Regions from separate parts of the Sus scrofa genome. Here regions 2 and 3 are each linked to region 1. A link is a contact called in public Hi-C and HiChIP or PLAC-seq data. All regions are on one chromosome and are shown on one strand. Each heading gives the region's core, a stretch centred on a gene start, on an enhancer-like site or on the middle of the called end of the contact. The rest is flanking DNA. Distances are from core to core; before and after follow the strand shown. Region 1 holds the start of PIK3R2 (phosphatidylinositol 3-kinase regulatory subunit beta). Region 2 holds the start of LSM4 (U6 snRNA-associated Sm-like protein LSm4). Region 3 holds the start of LRRC25 (leucine-rich repeat-containing protein 25).

Region 1 (2,700 bases), core at 144-2,643:
GATTGCCTGGTGAGAGTCATGCAGCCAGGCTCTGTCTCTCTGGAGCTTGGATCTAATGTCAGAGCAGATTCCAGCTCTCTCCCCTGTGATGCTAAGTGACCCACTGGGCACCTCAGAGCCTCCCTTTCTCCCATTTGTGGGTTGTTAGCAAGATCTCTGTGTCCTACGTGGTGAGGGCACTTTCCAGGCACTGCAGCCCAGTCTGCATTCCTTCTGGAGACACCCATGCAGCACCACCTAGTGTTGGAGCTAGACCAAGGCTGTGCATGACTTGCTCCCGCCTTCCACCCCGGAGCTGACAGTGAATAAAAGCCCACATTTACAAAAAGGAGGTCCAATGTCTGGATTTGTGAGGGGCCAAGAAAAGGGTAAGGGAAGAGTGGGGTGGAGGCGGGATGAAAACAGACCCGTGGCTCAAAGTCACTTGAAGTGGGTTTTGAAGGCTGCTGGGAGTTCATCATTGAGCTGCCCTCTCCGTGTACCCATCAGAGTACCCATCAGAGGCTCTGTCCTTCAGGGCTTCGTCTGGGGCCCCGAAGCTGTGGCAATAAATAAACCATCTGTGTCCTTTTTATATTAGTCTTTGCTTGGGCTGTCCCCTACAATTCTCCTCACCCCCTTCGGAACCCAGACCAGCCCGAGTGCCTTCGGTTACCTCCGAAGTAACCCGTAGGGTCGGAAACCCTTGGCCACGCCTCCCGATTCCGAGTGTCTTGGCTATTTCCGGAAACAGCCTGGGCATCTGGGCAGGCACTGGGTTAGTTATCCCTACCGGCGAGTTGATTCAGCTGTTCCCGGATCCTCTGGGCTACCGTGAAGACCTCAGATTTCAACCCCGGCTTCTTCTGGGCCATCAGCTTGTTTCCTGAAAAGCTCAGGTTTCTGTGGCTAGCCCCTTCCCCCATCTCCGCCACCTCCAGTTTCTTGAATTTGGGGCCACCTCACCCGCCCTTTGGAGATGTCCATGCTTCGACAGTTTCAGGAAGGTGCCTTTGGATCTAAGTTCCTAGGGCCTCATTTGGGACCGAACACACTTGGTTCTTGACAAACTTTCCGAAGTCTCCAGGCCCATCCCCTGTTCGGCTAGTCCAGCTAGAGCGCGCTCGGGCCATTTCCGGAATCGCTCGGTCTTCTCTGAGAGCAGCCGAGCCTAGCCAACCCGAGCTCGGGTCGCTCACCTGACCCGATTGTGCTCGGTTATTTCCGGAAGTGATCGGTTATCCCGGGGCAAACACCCCCGTACCCTCCAGTCCCGCGGGAGTACGTTCGGCTCTTTCCGGAAGCACTCGGGTGTCCCCAGCCTCCGCCTCCGCTTCGTTTCACCCGCCTTACCCGAATACACTCGGCTGTTTCCGCCGGAGGCGGGCCCGACCGATCGGAACCGCGGCGGCGGCGGCGGCGGCGGCGGCGGCGGCGGCGGCGGCGGCGGGGATCCCGCGGCTGCGGCGACGGCGGCCGCGGTGTAGCCACGGATCGGGCTCGGCTCGGCGTGACGGCTGCCGCGGCGGCGGCGGAGGCGGCCGCGACCAGGTAAGTCCAGGCTGGTCCGCGTGGCAGGCCGGGCAAAGGGTGCGCTTAAATGCAGGGCGCCCAAGCAGAGCGTGGGGCCACGGTTGAAGCCAGAACGCAAGCCGGGCTGCATCGGGCCCCGCGGGAACAGGGGGCCGCAGGGAGCGGGAGGCCTCAGGCTCGATCTGGCTGCGGTGCATCATCCGAGACAAGACGATGGGGGCAGTACGGGAGACCCTAGGCAGAGATAAAGGGTTGGAGCCGCGGCCCTGAATTGAGAGAGGCCCTGCCAGGAGTAGGGCGTCGAGTAGTAATGAGGGGCGCCCAGGCATTGTGTGGGGCATAGTAGGGTGCAAGACAGTAGAGGGTCGACTCCACTTCCGGCCCCTGGACTGGTCTGCGGGGTCCACGCAGGCTCAAAAGTGCGTCTTCACACGCATGAGCACGCAGGCCCTGTGTCCAGCCTCCAAGCCCCCAGCCAGGACTGTCCCCTCCACCCCGCCTCTTGGATTCGAGGTTCGAGGAGCGCTGGTTCCCAGGCGTGCTCACCGGGGCATGTGCAAACGTGTGCACGCCAGGGCGCGGAGGCGGGCAGACAAACGGATTCAGGAGGTTTCTTGGACGTCCCTCTCGCTGGGCCTCAGTTTCCCCACCTGTACAGTGGGGGCACAGGGGCCAGGGAACAGGTAAGTTGGAATGTAGAGCTTTTGCTCCGTGCTCAGATACCTCTTGCCGCTCCGCGTGATCGAAGAATAAAGCCTGACTCTCTGTCTGGCACTCGAGGCCTTGCGTGTTCTGAGGCTTCCTTAAGGCACCCTGAACTCTTGGCAAGCATTTCTTGCAGTCAAGCCTTTGCATGTACTGTTCCCTCTGGCTAATACCCCCTCCTGTCCTCTGTGAGGACCCGCCCTCCAGAAAACACCACCCCTCCCCACCACCATCCCCAACCTCTCAGGAGAACTCAACCTGCAGGGCTGAGATTGGATGTCTGTGCTGGGCTGTGTCTGCCTGAGACTGAGGGCTCTTGGGAGGTGATCATTGCCCTTCCAGCAGCCTCCCCCTTGGCAGCAGCCATGCCCCACCCCCATGTACCCCTTGCTGGCTCCATGGGGACAAGGTCCTCTGGGCCTCCTACCCATCCTCTCATGTGTTGAGTACCTCCTGTGGCCCCCAAACTGAGCCATGTCAGGA
Region 2 (2,700 bases), core at 48-2,547, 150 kb after region 1:
AATGGAAACTTCCACAACTGGATTTAATGGTGTCCTGAGGTTCCCAACTCAGGAAGCTGCTGATCACCCACTCCCTCACCCAGACCTTGGCTTGGCTTCCGCCCCACCCCGACCACAAGGAACAGGCAGTGTGTAATGCCTTAGCCACTCCTGAACACAGACTTTGCACAGACACTGTTCTAGGCTCTGGCAATATATGAGGATAAAACAGAGATCCTATCTCCATGGAGCTTAACAAATGGATTCTTCCACAGACCAACTCTACCCTCCAGAGAGACGAACAGAGAGAACGAAGCTGCTCCCTTCTCTCCATCCCTACAATGACCAGAAGAATTACTGAACCCTCATGGTCAGCTCCGAAAAATGTGCAGCGACCATCTTAGAGGACTCGAGGGCTGATGGGCCAGGTTCTCTCCCAGCTCAATTCCTCTGTGTGGGCCTCCATTTCCCTGTCTGTCACTCACTGGGGACACAGGCACGCTGGTTTAGATCTCCAATTTCCACAACTTGTGAGATGGCATGGCCCTGGGGAGACTTCCTGCCAGGGCCTCGATTTTTTTGTTTTCTAAACTGGGATACGGTTAGCCCATCCATGGCTGAAAACGCCCCCCCTTCCCCTGGAACCATATGCTGTGTGACCCCGGAAGAAGTTAACCTTGCTTTGGGTCTGCTTTTTAGTCTGAAAAGGAGAGGCATAAGAGGTTGCGCAGCTAGCATTCCAAGGGCAGTACAACCCCCGAAATTCCCCAGATTGGCTGAATTTGAGAAAGAAGGCCGGCCCCCTACTGCCTGGTGCTCTAGCTTTACTGTCTAGGAGGTCAGATCGGGTCGGATGCACTGGGAGCCATTTCCCCGTCCGAAAACTCACTCTGCTGCATTCACCGGGCCCTTCAGCAGGTCCCCTTCCTCTCTGGCCTCAGTTTCCCCATCTGCAAAATGGGAAGACTGCTGCCAGACTGCCATACTGTGATTTCATTTCTATCCAATCCCAAGCTCCCCCGAGACCGACGTGCTTGGTGTCCTGGGAGAAGCTCTTCCACTCTCCGGCCTGTCCTCCCCACCTTGGGCGAAGGGGCAGGACTCAAGGCCCAGATTACAGGCTGGCTCCACAACGCCCCTGAACCAACAACCGCCCCGAGGGCCCTTGGCGGCCGGCTCCCCCGTCGCACCGCCCTCACCATGGTGTCGGCGGGGACTAGGCTCGTGGGCTACTTCCGCCGCCGCCGCCGCTCACGTTCCCGCCGGTAGCTGCAGCTCTGCGCGCCACTAGGCTGAAATGGAGTGGCAGCAACGCGAGCCAGTCAGCACGAGGCTCATGGGAAGGCCAACCAATCCACGCGGAGTAAGGCGGGGCCTATTAAACACGAGGGGCGGGGCGGGCCGCGTTCCTACCGGAGAAATGAGAGAGAGAGTCGTAAAGTGCCGCTATGAGTGCTGCAAAAGGGGGCGGAGCAATGTGCGCCGGCGCAGGAGGCCTTGTGGGTAAGGGCGCCTGCGCAGGTGCAATCTTCAGTGATTTTTCCGGGCTCCACGCTGTGGGCAAAACGGGGTAGTGCCTCCAATTTCCAAATGGAGGAATGGCAGCTCTATGGTTATTGCCATGTGTCCCTTCGAGCTCCTACTCTTCTGATTCTCTTTATTGTAGTTGACCGTTGTCCAGGGCACTTCTTTTGATAGGCTAGACGTACCGGTGTGAACCTCAGTTTGCTTCCCTTTGAAATGGGCTTAATAATAGTGTCTGCTTTAGAAGGTTGCAATGAGTGCCAAGTGATTTATGCCTTGTAAAAGAAGAGTGCCCGGCACGTACTGAGCACTTGATACACGGACATGCAATAAATATTTATTGAGCATCTACTACGGGCCTCCTCCTGGAAACACAGAAGAGAATAAACCAAACAAAACTCCTGGCCCTCCTGAGGTTTAGGAGCCCACTGGGGAGGCAGACTGTAAACAAAATAGACAAATGTATTAGTTTCCTTGGGCTGCCATAACAAATGATCAAACTGGGTGGTTTTATTTTTTTATTTTTATTTGAATATTTTTTGCTTTTTAGGTCCTCACCCATGGCATATGAACGTTCCCAAGCTAGGGGTCGAATTGGATGGAGCTACAGTTGCCTACACCATAGCCATGGCAATGCAGGATCTGAGCAGCATTTGTGGCCTACACCGCAGCTTCCTTAACCCACTGATTGAGGCCAGGGATTGAACCTGAGTCCTCATGGATACCTAGTCCGGTTCCTTACTGCTGAGCAACAACAGGAACTCCAAACTGGGTGGTTTTAAACAGTAAAACTTAATCCGAAAGACTGAAATCAAAGTTTTAGCAGAGTTGGTTCTTTCTGAAGGATCTGAGGGGCAATTCATCCCATGCTTCTCTGCCAGCAATCCTTGTAGTTCTTGGCACAGATTCCTCTGTCATCACATGGTGCTTTTCTTTGTGTGTCTCTGTGTCTCAACTCTTCCTCTTTTTTTTTTTTTTTTTTTTTTGTCTTTTTGCTATTTCTTGGGCCGCTCCCGCGGCATATGGAGTTTCCCAGGCTAGGGGTTGAATCGGAGCTGTAGCCACCAGCCTACGCCAGAGCCACAGCAACGCGGGATCCGAGCCGCGTCTGCAACCTACACCACAGCTCACGGCAACGCCGGATCGTCAACCCACTGAGCAGGAGCAGGGACTGAACCCGCAACCTCATGGTTGCTA
Region 3 (2,809 bases), core at 88-2,587, 250 kb after region 1:
GAGAAACAGGCTTCCACCAACTGCCAGTGCTCCTACGGCTCCTGCAGAGAGGCCAGGGGGACAGCCTTCCTCCAAGGCAGAGAAGTTGTGCCAGGCACCAGTGGTCTTATCTAGGCACTGCAGAGGCGGCTGGCCAGAACAGTTGTCCTGCCGAATCTTGTGCCAGGAAAATAGGACACAGTTGCAATCAGCCTTCAGGGTGAGCTGACAACGTCTGGCCAGTGCCCCATCCACGTGTTCCAGTGGGTTGTTTGTCACGTCCAGGAACTTCAGCTCTCCCAGGTGGCTGAAGAAGACTGATGGGAGCTTGCGAAGGCGGTTTCCAGACAAGTCAAGGATGGTCACACTTCTGGCCTGCAGAGACTGGTTCTGAGGCAGCCAGCTCAAGTTTTGGCCACTGAAGTTCAGGCATGTGTCCGTGAACTCTCTGGTCCAGTCCACGTTCCCGGAGGACACGCACGACGTTCCCTGGGTGCCTGGATTGTGCAGCAGCAGCAGCAGCAACGGCGGCGGCGGCAACAACAGCACCCACACCAGGGAGCCCCCCATTTAAGCAACCTAGGCAGAGAGACCAGAATCCAAAGCCTAACCTCAGCCTGTGGTCGCCACCTGTTATGTGTGTGTATATATATATATATATATATATACAGCTCAGGCCACTTCTGAAGTGTTAAAACATAGCCCTTCGCTGGACGCCCCTTTGGTTGGCTCTGGCCCCCAGCCTCAGTCTCCCCTTCCGGGGAACGGGTACATAACCTGGGTGCCTCAAGGGCTCAGAAGGCAAGGAGGAGACCTGGCCCAGTCAGCCCCTTCCCCTTCTCTGAGATAAGCCACTTTGGGCTAAGTTGCCCAATTTCCTCCCCGCCCCCCAACACTCCGGGAGCCCTTGTTGGCCAGACAGGACTATATGCAAAAAGAGTGGTTGCTGGCGCAGGTGCAGCCCTGCAAAGCAGGGGAAAAAAAAAAAAAAAAAGATTGGTTGCCCTGGAAACGGCCCCGCCCCTCTGCCTTTCTTCCTGAACGACAGGCGGCTGGGAGGGAGTCATGAGCGGGGCCTGAAAGGGCCCCCCGGCTTTGGCTTGCCGCTCCTGAGCAGTTCCAAGTTCTAGTGCCTCCGTCCTACCTTTCTAGTTCCACTGGCACGGCTTTGCCTCGACCGGGCTGGAAGTCTCTGGCGCGGAGGGGCTGCGTCGTGGCTCACCTGGACACAGGGGCCAGAGCGACGGACCCTTCGGGGATCTGGATCCGCTAGGGTCTCTGGCGTTCCTCAAGCTCTGCAACCAGCAACTCAGGGGGAAGAGGAACTGGTGCCCGGGTGGAGTGCAGAGAAGAAAAATGAAGAAGACACCGAGCCCCATAGGCCTCCTCCCCGTTCCCCCTCCCCAGGCCTCTAGGACCAGAATTCTCACGAGAGGGGGAGGGGCAGCCTACTTCCCTCTTGCTGGCCCTCAGTGACTACATGGCCCCCATTAACGCCCCAACTAACTTCTACCCCATCAACTTACTTCACAATGAGTTGCATTCATATATTCATTCAACAAACATCACTCAGGAGTTCCTGTCATGGCTCAGCAGTAACAAATTTACTAGCATCCATGAGGACCCATGTTCCGTCTCTGGCCTTGCTCAGTGGGTTAAGGATCCAGGCATTGCCGTAGCTGTGGTGTAGGGCACAGAAGCGGCTCAGATGCTCTATTCCTGCCATTAAAAAAAAAAAAAGACAACCAAAAACCCCACAAACATCATCCATGCTAAGTCCCTAAGAGGCTTCAGCCCTGGCCATTTGTTCCAGGAATATCCAGTCTTGGGAGAAGACAGAACTGGACAAAGACACCCCCAGGCTGGTGGAGTCAGGTCAGGGCCAGAAGGAGGGACAGGGTGCTGGAAGACTTCCTAGAGGAGGCATTAGAATTGGGGCTTCAGGAGTTCCCGTCGTTGCTCAGTGGTTAACGAATCTGACTAGGAACCATGAGGTTGCAGGTTCGATCCCTGGCCTTGCCCAGTGGGTTGGGGATCTGGCGTTGCCATGAGCTGTGGTGTAGGTTGCAGACGCAGCTCGGATCCTGCATTGCTGTGGCTATGGTATAGGCCAGCAGCTGCAGCTCCAATTAGACCCCTAGCCTGGAAACCTCCGTATGCCCGGGTGCGGCCCTAGAAAAGACAAAAAAAGACAAAAAAAAAAAAAAAAAAAAAAAGAAGAAGAAGAAGAAGAAGAACTGGGGCTTCAGCACATGAATGGGAGTTTGCCAAGGATTCCTAAAACCTGCCTTTGACTCCCCAAGCTCCTAGCATCCCCCGCAAGTCAGAGCTCTCCTAACATATATTCATGCTTCCAGGCTGCAGGGAGATATGAGGAGGGCACCCTGTGTGAGGGGACATTGAGTCTGGAGCTTGGAATATAAATAGCAGTGGCAGCAGAAACGAATGCATTGAAGATTCCAGAGAGAAGAGAAAGCATGGCCGGCTGTGACAGTATAGTTAGGAGTGGAGCGGCTAAATGGAGGAACTGGTGACATGAGCAGGGGGACAGGCAGCACAAGCCACCAAAGCCATGCTCAGGAATGGGGCTGTATTCCCAGGGCCAGAGCAGCTTGTGAGCACTGAGTCAAAAGATTCTACTGGAGTGAGCCTGGGGTCTGGAGGTGCAGAACCTTGCAAGGAGGCCAGAGAGGGGGCCTGAGTAGGACCTAAGGGATAGCGGCAAAAGAGAGAGTGAGGAGGTAATGGATTGGGGTGGGCTGAGAGAGGGTCTCCACCTCACCGGGTCCTGGCTTCAGGCAGAGCGGCTTCAAATCCTTTTTAGCCCCTG

Evidence for each region. Hi-C and Micro-C count contacts between places; a contact is called where the count stands out from the background. HiChIP or PLAC-seq counts read pairs in DNA pulled down with a chosen protein or histone mark.
Region 2: a Hi-C map of skeletal muscle shows a contact between it and region 1, with 4 times the contacts expected there. The contact joins the promoter of LSM4 here to the promoter of PIK3R2 in region 1. A contact is called at or near these places in 2 of 47 Hi-C or Micro-C datasets (liver and skeletal muscle) and 2 of 2 datasets of contacts at active chromatin or transcription factors (alveolar macrophages and skeletal muscle).
Region 3: a contact with region 1 is called in an H3K27ac HiChIP or PLAC-seq map of alveolar macrophages. The contact joins the promoter of LRRC25 here to the promoter of PIK3R2 in region 1. A contact is called at or near these places in 1 of 5 promoter capture datasets (fetal skeletal muscle), 1 of 47 Hi-C or Micro-C datasets (embryonic fibroblasts) and 1 of 2 datasets of contacts at active chromatin or transcription factors (alveolar macrophages).

What each region holds. Positions count from the first base shown.
Region 1 is chr2:59,650,768-59,653,467 of Sscrofa11.1, reverse strand. PIK3R2 (phosphatidylinositol 3-kinase regulatory subunit beta) reads left to right here and starts at 1,393. Exons shown (of 16, transcript XM_021083506.1): 1 at 1,393-1,530. It overlaps MAST3 (microtubule-associated serine/threonine-protein kinase 3), which reads left to right. Exons shown (of 28, transcript XM_021083495.1): 28 at 1-568.
Region 2 is chr2:59,498,157-59,500,856 of Sscrofa11.1, reverse strand. It overlaps LSM4 (U6 snRNA-associated Sm-like protein LSm4), which reads right to left and starts at 1,297. Exons shown (of 5, transcript XM_021083528.1): 1 at 1,179-1,297. The coding sequence starts at 1,181.
Region 3 is chr2:59,399,740-59,402,548 of Sscrofa11.1, reverse strand. LRRC25 (leucine-rich repeat-containing protein 25) reads right to left here and starts at 1,337. Exons shown (of 3, transcript XM_021083527.1): 1 at 1,124-1,337; 2 at 1-558. The coding sequence starts at 549.